Regions from separate parts of the Bombyx mori genome. Here region 2 is linked to region 1. The links are chromatin contacts, called in public Hi-C maps. All regions are on one chromosome and are shown on one strand. Each heading gives the region's core, a stretch centred on a gene start, on an enhancer-like site or on the middle of the called end of the contact. The rest is flanking DNA. Distances are from core to core; before and after follow the strand shown.

Region 1 (4,851 bases), core at 1,134-3,633:
CTGGATAAGCGAGAGTTGAAGGGAGCACAATCTCTTTCTCGCTTATAGAGGTTTCTCACTAACCCGAGTTTCTAGATAATGCTCCCTCTGAATTTCATTTCGCGATTTTCGGGATTCAAACGCATTCACTATTTTAAGTTTATCACTTAATGACAGTACTTTAATTTTCCGTTTTGACATGATGCAGAACAGAACTTTCCTTCGCAATTGATTAACGATAAACAGAGTAAGTCTGAAAAACAGGGCGGTACACAGGGACACGTGTCCATTCGAAAAGAATGCGATAAAATAACAACGTTATTTAGTTCCACGAAATAGAAAAGGTTGAATATTGACGAAAAACAATACAAAAACAATGGAAGGAAGTTCCACAAAAGTTAAGAATGAGTCATAAAATAGCAGATGTTAAATTTGTAATTTGTTTTGTCATTTGTTCCTCTGAAATAATAAAAATAAATAAAGCTCGACTGTCGCTTATAGAGGTATAGATAAGTAGCAGTATCACTTACGGAGGTCCATGAGGGAAAAACGACTCTCTCTTACAGAGGTTTCTGTTTCTCGCTAATAGAGGTTTTGGGAGCTTAAAATGACGGGTCCTGGCTATTACTCTCACTTATAGAGTTTTCTCACTTATCCAGTTCTCACTTACTCAGGTTTGACTGTAAATAAAATTGGAGTGTCTGTTTGTAATATTGAAATAGCCTCTTTTTACTACATGCATATGAATATATACACGGTACATATGTACACCAAAATAACATTTTTTACAATTTTTGTCTGTATGTCTGTCTGTTTGTTCCGGCTAATCTCTGGAACGGCTGGACCAATTTTGACGGGACTTTCACTGATACGTAGCTAATGATATAAGGAGTAACTTGGGCTACTTTTTTTAGATTAGCTTCGCCCCGCGGCTTCACCCGCGATACGACAATAACCGCGGGTAACATCGCGGGACTCCGCTATCAATAATAAAGTCTAATGTTTCCGAAGCGAAGCGAAGGCGGGTCGCTAGTTAGTAAATAATTGTAAGTCATCTTTTATAGTATGAGGTAGCGCCCTCTGTGAATTGATATTTTAACTTCACGTATAATCCTAAATTAAAACTTCACTACAAAGGTTTCATATACACGTTCGTATTAAAAAATCTCATAGATGGCGCTGTATTAAAAAACACTACACTAAGAATGTCTATTGTGTTCTATCTCATTCTCTCGCCGGCTAAATCCTATACATTTATGTGTTTGCGTCTATTGACTTATTTTTTCGTTTCATCGATTTTGAAATCACAACGATTCTAAAGAAGTTTCACTTCAATAATTAACTGTTGGTACTTTCAAGATACTGAATTAGTTGGTACACATAACTAATAATGGAGGGTAGACCTAGGAGTACCATCTCAGTATATTATAAATTGTCCGCTGGAAAGGGGCCAAATAAGGTGGCGCAATAGTAACAAGTGGAACGATTTTAAAAACAACGTCCTATAGGTACTAAGACACTTCGGCTAAGCATATTCGGATTTGCACTGCAAGCACTGTAAGGTGTGAAGTCAATTTAGTATATAATAAAATATTTTATTAAAATAAATATTGCTTCTAAGCTATTTAAGGAATAATTACTTAATAACCGAATTATTAAAATGAGGTTATGCACCGTAAAAGTAATCACGTGATCAAAGCACAGAGCACCTTACTTCGAAAGCACCAGTGTTCACAGTAGAAAAATGGCGACGATTTATGACGTCATATATTTTCCCAGGATAATGTGATTGTATACTGTGAATCTTTATCGGAACGAATTTTTCCCAGAAAGAGCACTGAACTGTGCTCACAGTGTAAATCGAAACATAACCTTCTATGCAATCCAACAGTCTGCTTAAAACTGCTATCTATATTCATACCATTTTTACTTCCTACACTAGCGCTATTTCAGTAAGTCTTCGAACAATAACTTACAAAACATACTTACAGAGGATACTTTTTCAACTATGCAAGATGGTACTTGCTATTTCTATCCCCATGTACGTAACACAAGGTACCTATAACGTTTCTTGAAATTTTCAAATAACAACTTTTGTTAATTAATAGAAGTCATTTTTTAAGCCTGGTTGCCCTGGAACATCACTTTTTACTTAAATGTTGACCCCTTTTTTTTTTTGGGTAGAGGGCCGAACCTCCTACGAGGTCCACGCGCAAAAGGGGCGCGCGGGGTATGTGAGATTCTACGATCTGCATGGTGTTGTGAACAGACCGCTGGCCCAAGGATTTTAGGGCCCACTGACCCCTGGGAAACAGATATCGAACAAAAATCGCTTGCCTAGATAAAATAAAAACTTTGAAGTTTAAACCACAGACAACTGAATTAAATCGATCAAGAAACTTCATGGCAATACAAAAAATGTTTACTTTGTCTATTGGTTGAATCACATGACCCGTCTATTTTGTTCCCGTGATCAAATCGTGGAAATTCAAAAATAATTACGCACAATGGCCAAAATTAAAATTGACGTTGATGACATACATGAGAATTCGCTCGATAACAGGTAATTTGTTTTTAAATATCCCGGAAAACCTTTTGTTATATAATTGTCACTTGTAATGCACCGAAGGTCAATATATTTTGTAACTTGGCAGACGAAAACGTACGTACTTCAAACATCAGTAGCCACTCATTCTGTACCTATATGTAATGTTTTGATTCCCAATTTCGTATTTATTTACAGTGCGGACAGTGAATATCTCGGTATTGGTGAAGAAGGAGCTTTCGGTGAGTTGTAAACGTAACCCTAATTGTCTGAGCCAATTAACTCTATTCAATTATGTGAAATTTAATTATGAATTAATTCTAGGTAGTACAGCGCCGAGACCACAGTTAGTACCTCAATCGTTTTTGGATACAAACGAAAATACCACTGCTTATCATTTCAAAGACATATGTGAGTACACTGTTCAATGTTATTGACTGAATGATCTGTGTAATTAATGAAGAATCATCTTAATTTTGATTCCATTGCAAGACACAAACATTGACTGAGTATAATGTGGATATTAGGAAAGGCTTGTAGTGTGTGCTATTATTGATAAATTGTATAATGTCAAGAATAAATAGTTTTATTATCTGTAAACTTTATTTGATCTTTAAAGCAATATCAAGATATTTATTGGATTTTATTGAAACATAATTTGAACTAAATTTGATTTTATGAAGTAAATTCTCTGTGCTTATGTTTAGGTCTTGAGTAAAGAATGCTTGATGGGATGAATTCAATTTGAAATCACTTAAATCCTTGTATTTATTTTTATATTCATTAAAGGTTAATTTACTTCATTATAAATGAACACTATTAATATTTTGTTCAATGCATCACATACATCAGAAATGTCAGAGGTACAGTGAAGTTGCCGTCTAAAGCTTAAGAACTCAACCATAGCTAGTTATGAGAACTTGTGATATTATAGATGGAGATAAAGAGGGACTTCTTTTATTTCTGTGTTTTGGATTGTATGTTCCAAGGAGAGAGAGTGCTTAGAGGAATTGTTCAAGATTATCCCTTCGCCTCTTTTTCCCTAATTTTTACTGTTCTTATTGCCTAGCACTGTAGCAGAGTTCATTCATACTATATTTTTACCACACACCATTTGCCTTTGGAATGAAGTCCCCTCCACTTAGTTTATTGAGATCTTTTTAGAGACACGTCTTTCTTCAAATTAAGTTTGAGGAGAGTCATTAGCAGTAAGCAGTGGCTGTGCCCCTAGCATTGCATCTCTCACCATATTTGTAACTAATACTTAATCAATGAGAACATTCATAACCTTACCTTCTTAACGTTACCTTGAACCTGTCTCAGAAATTTTGTTCCACATATGACTTACACAAAATAAAAAATATGGTCCACTAATAGTCCTACTGAACTATGAATTCTTATAAAATGTTACCTTGTCTTTGTTTCAGCTGGTACAGTAACATATAAATTAATAACAATGACGGGTGAAGAAAATGTTGCAAATGCCTCACCGTCTCCTCCTCACAGTAAGAATTTATTTATAAAGTAAAAGATTACACAAAACTTGTTTTTATTTGAAATGTACTATTGCACTAAGTGAGTTTAATTAAAACTTAAACAGCATTTCACGACTTTCAGTAGGGTACAATGCTTGCAAGGTACTTTATTACAGTGACATAGAATGTTGCTTAGTGATCCCAGTCACTGAATTGCATGTAATTAAATAGATAATATGTAAAAGTAACACCTTTTTATTCATATAAAAAAATATTGTAATAATTTTATATTGATTTGAATTAATTGTATAAGACCCATAGACAAATTCGTAAGGTTACTCCCACCAGCCTTACATGTTTTTGTGCCATTTGATTTTGAACTCTTAAACCCATTTGTGATTGATAATTTAAATGTTAAAATATCTAAAGAATTTATAAAATTATTTCTTTTTCTGCATAAAAAAACTGCTGCAAATGCTTTATGTTACTACGTATCTACATTTAATAGATTTTCCTGATGCAGAATACTATGTGATAAGTAATCCAGTTGATGTCTTTGGACCATCTGCTGCTGCAAAAAAGCCAATCCGCAGGGATCCACTGCAAGCCAAAGCTGTTAGTACTAAAAAGGTAACATCATTCTTACAACATATTTGAATTTAAATTTTACACTAACTGTTAATCAAAAAGGAATTAATAAAGATAGATTGTAATAGTATTAAATTAATGTAATGTACATGTACAATATGTACAAATAAACAAAAGAATTGAATTATGTAATAATACAATATTCAAAAATATTAAACTGAAATTTTAGTTTGTACATCTTTAATTATGAGCGATTCTAAACTT
Region 2 (4,851 bases), core at 786-3,285, 360 kb before region 1:
AAGAGAGAGCAGCGCGAGAAAAATAGATTGTTAAGTCATGCAGCTGATCGTCAAAACTAACCGCAGCTATTCTTTTAAGAAAGTGTACCTCAAAGTGGTTACTAAATTGTTTAAGTTTTTACTCTGACTAGACAAGGAGAGAGTAGAAGGAGTAGTCTATCTTGAGTTGGATCTCAAGTTGGTAATACGACATGTAATTAGGTAGTTTGAAAGGAAAGTAAAGTACAAAAATTTAAACACTAATTTTGAAATTGAAAATAATACTGTTATATTAAATTAAACAGCAAATACTAAATATATCTTTAATTATGAGAAACTTGGAAAATACAAATCTAATTTTGCAAAATTTGTTACAGTAGTCTTTCGATTACACACGTTGAATTACTGATACCACCACAGACTACCAAGAGATGCCTACGCTTTTTCCATTCTATCCTACACAGGTAGGCACCGGTAAAATGGGGCGATTAGGGATTGAGAGGCGAATCGGGAAAAAACCGGGAAAATCTTTCGACGCTCAATATTAGTTTTATATTCGTTGCAAAATCTTCCATTTTTTGTAGTTTTATAGTAGAATGTTGAAAGTTCACAAAACAACTCTGAATATGCATGATAATAGCTGCTAACTTATAAAAAATCGCGTTTCAAATTAACTTCCTGTGGTGGTAATTATTTTAGTGCTAGAAACTTTGCTCTCTTTTATTTATTTGATAATAATAGAAGACGACTGTAATTTATAAACGTTATTTAGTGTTTGAACCATCATATATATTAAAGGTAAGTCTCAGTTGTTATTGGTTTTAATGTATTTGATAAAATAAAAATACATGTAAGAATCTGTTGTTTTGGGGGATATTAGGGACGTCTTAGGTACAAATAACAACGAAAAAGGAGTCAATTGGGATGAGAATACGTGAAATGGAAACGACCTAAGTATAAATAGGTACAGGTTTGTAGGGTTGTCTATGTAGTTATAACAATATTTTTTAAATTTGTTGGTAAAAATCTGGTTTATTCATGATGTCTTTGTCTAGAACTTTTATTTAAAATTATCAATGTGTTATTTTATTGTTTGGTAAATATTTATATTATCAGTTACGTATTGTTTTCTATTTTTAGATATGCCTCGCGTTTACGTATCAAAGAGTGCAAAGCCTTATAAGAGATGTGATCCCTTAATATTAAAAACAGCAATAGAAGCCTATGAAATTGGGAATAAGTCTTTAGTTGAAATAGCTAAGCAATTTAATATAAGTAAGTCGATTTTGCACAGACATGTAACAAGAACAATGAAATCTCGAGGTGGACAAAAATGTCTAAGTAATATATAATAAAATATTTAATATTTGTTCAGAGTGGGGGTATTCATCTGATTAATCCATGGAATAACCGACACACCTAATCTCTTAACCCAGATAAAAATATCAGCCCCTAAGTACTTACCAAGAACGAAGAAATATAAACCGTTTATAAGAAAGCTCACTCGTTCGAATTTAGGTGCTTACTCTCCCATATACAGAATCCTTTGGGACTACAATAATGTCCACGGTAGCGTGGTCTCCGTCAATGTTCATTCGGAGTTGTCCGATTGCGCTGAACTAATTTTAAGTGATGAAATAGATGTTTTTTTTAATTGTCTCACAACTTACTGGACAAATCTGTCGTGGATCATTTCCTAAGTAAATATAAATTAATCATAAGTAAATAAAATAAATAAATTAAAACCAAGTAGTGCCAACCCTAGCAAATTTCTCATTTCGTCCCAATTAACCGCAATTTCCGGGTAAATAGGGATTACACCTATTTTTGCTTTTTTTGCTTAAACTGGAATGCTAGTTGCATAGTTTTAAATAGGATAACAAAGATGCCCCCAAGACTCAATCATTTTAATCCTGATATAGCATTATATACATCAACAACTACCATAAAATTGGTCATAAAGTTGGAAGTTGTCCCTAATCGCCCCATTTTACGTCTAAAAGTCAGGATCTTTCAAGAAATTTTTATATTATTGCCACTGTTAATAATTATGGACACTGAAGTTTGCAAAGTGATTACCCTACTCGCTCTAACTTAGGTCAAAATATATATTCAATATTCTTTTATTCTCTCTTACAAGTTAAAAGCTCAAGTGGAACGATCTATGGCTATGGGCTTCTTGCAGTTTACCAACACGACAATGGCCGAATTGTCTGTATAGATATTTTTTATTGGCCCATACATCTCGACCTGCCATGTCTTTGGTTTTAAAAATGGCGTATACAAGCTTTTTGTTTGCCGGTTTATGCGAATGAATTATTTCCAAGACGTCTCGAGTTGTCTAACGAGACAGAAACGTCGTGAATATGAAATTAAAGTACATGTGTAGGTATATTATTAACGCCGTGGACCCCGTGAACGAATTTTCATAGCGTTATGGTGAATTAGAATGGTGTCTGTGGCTTGTCAATCTCGCACGTCGTCAGGTTACCAATTCGTAACGTAAATATCATCAAGCGAGCGTTTTATATTTCAGATATGACAGTGTCGCATAACAGTAGATAATGGAGAGCTCGGAAGATGATGCGGGCCCCGCGACAATCGCTTCCCGCCGTGCATCGGCGCGGGAAAGGGACGTCGGCCAGGCCGAGGACCTCGATGCACCCACTGGCATCTACCAACAAGATCGAACAGAGAGTAGGACGTCGTGCCAAACCCCCGCGATGTCGGAGGATAATTTCGACGGTGACAGCGTACCATCGCCGTCGGTGCAAGACGTCAACACAAGTACCGAAGCGATACTTGACATGATAGATGAAATCGTGGATGGACCAGGCGCACCAAAGCGAATACCTATCGCAAGCGATACTCTTCTGGTCGCTCATGAAATTGCTTCGGAGGATGATTCGGGACTCAGTCAAGAGCTTTTGAATACAAACAGTACTGAGTCTTTAACACCAATTCCAGATGTTTCGCCCGCGCTAGACGTCAATGCCGACGATACAGTTGTAAATAGCTCTGCTACTGAACAACAAATTAGTGCGGAATTAAATATTGCAAGTGTAAATAGTGAAAATATGTGTCAAGAAAGGCTACTCATACCAACAGAAGAGTGTACAACAACTGAAAAAGAGTGTATAGTGTCACAAGTAGAACTTGAGCCTTCAAGCTCACAAACATTGTCAAATATTCCTTCCAGCAGTGCATTTCATGTGCAAAGTGTTTCTGAAACTGTTAGTGAAAGTGAAAAAACAGATAGAACAGTTAAATGTGTCACATCTAGTGAGATTCAGAACAGAATAAGAATAGAATCCGCTGAGTCAACTTCAAGTGATTGTAGTGTTAGTGAGGACAAGATTGCAGAGCCTACAACAAAGGTACCTTTGAGACGAAGGCTTGTGAGGCCAGCCCGTTGTGATCGGCGTTCTGATTGCACAGTATCTTCCAGTGTGGACTTGAAATCTGTTAATATTAATACTATTGTAAGTGTAAGTGAAAATGTACCCAAGGATGTAACTAGTTCTTCAGATTCCAATCAGTCTGTTCATGAAGTTCTGAGACCTGAGGTTAGTGTTTTAAATGAGATTAGTATCAGCAAAATTGAAATTCCGGCAGGTTCTCCTAAAAAAATTAAACTCATTAGGCAAAAACCTGTTTTAAAAGACAAAGAAAGTATTGTTGAGAACCTGCAACAATTTAAAGTGGAGAAGGAGCAATGTCAACCTACATCTTCTGGAACAGTGTTAATAAGTGAAATTACTAAAGATATACCATGTAATTTAGAAACTTCGCAGCCACTAAAATCTACAGATTCATTGAATGTAAACAAATCAGAAGATTGTCCTTCACAAACTAATGATGTTAATGATATTTCATTAGATTCTTGTGAAGCCCAAAAAATACAAAAATCTGAAATAGCAGTGAATATGTTTATAGAAACAAATTTGAATGCTGAACCAAAATATGGATCTGCTCCAGATTTTTTATCCTTCAATGTAAATGATGTGAGAGAAAATGAAAATGACAAAAATGAGAGTGTATCTCTTAATGCAGTGTCTGAGGTACTAACTGGTCTAAGTGAAACCTCATCTAATAAACACAATCAGCTAATTGTGGATGTGGCTTCAACTTCTAACAAAGAAACTTTAAATGCTAAAGTCATACCAAAAGAAAACAGCAGTCTCACACAAGAAGAAAAAATAATAATACCACCTATTAAATTAAATGTATGTTTGCCGGATACAGATATTGCAAATTTAAATGATCAGAACCGGGCAGAAGTTCAAATGGAACACATAGCTGAATTGGAACCATGTAAACAGGTTCCTAAATTAACAATTAAATTAGGAATCAAGCCACCTGAAGAAGTAAAGTCACCAATTCCTAAAGTTACAATAAAATCAATTAGAACAGACGAGCAGTCTTTCTTGAGAGCTGAAGATGAACAAGAAAAACCAACTGTGACAAAATTTAATATCAAACCAATACTTAAACCGCAGAGTGAAATTCATGAAACTTCCTCAAACTATGTTAAAGATGAAGAAAATGATCAACAGATTCTATCTGTAACAAGGCTAAATATTAAGCCAATCCCCAAACCACAGAGTGACCAGAAAAAAACTCATTCTGCTGTTAAAGGTGATCACAAAACAGAAAGTTTACAAATCCCTTCCATAACCAAATTAAACATCAAACCTGTCCTCAAACCACCAGAAAAGATTAATGATTCTCACAGACAATCAAGTAGCAGTGAGATATCAGAATCAGAATACTCTGAAAATGATGAAACAACCAGTACTTCAGATCATGCATCAGCATCTGATCATGGTTCAGAAGATGTTCCAAAAGTAACTATAAGATTGGGAAAAGTTG

What was found. A called contact is a pair of places that touch in the nucleus more often than the background predicts.
Region 2: a Hi-C map of posterior silk gland shows a contact between it and region 1, with 1.7 times the contacts expected there. The contact joins the promoter of LOC101741306 here to the promoter of LOC101739969 in region 1. A contact is called at or near these places in 2 of 7 Hi-C or Micro-C datasets (middle silk gland and posterior silk gland).

The regions. Positions count from the first base shown.
Region 1 is chr18:5,335,885-5,340,735 of ASM3026992v2, reverse strand. LOC101739969 (upstream stimulatory factor 1) reads left to right here and starts at 2,383. Exons shown (of 7, transcript XM_004928149.5): 1 at 2,383-2,542; 2 at 2,723-2,766; 3 at 2,849-2,935; 4 at 3,952-4,029; 5 at 4,523-4,629. The coding sequence starts at 2,487.
Region 2 is chr18:5,691,217-5,696,067 of ASM3026992v2, reverse strand. It overlaps LOC101741306 (supporter of activation of yellow protein), which reads left to right and starts at 2,035. Exons shown (of 14, transcript XM_038017266.2): 1 at 2,035-4,851. The coding sequence starts at 2,544. It overlaps LOC134200553 (a long non-coding RNA gene), which reads right to left and starts at 1,960. Exons shown (of 2, transcript XR_009975521.1): 1 at 1,440-1,960; 2 at 1,026-1,201.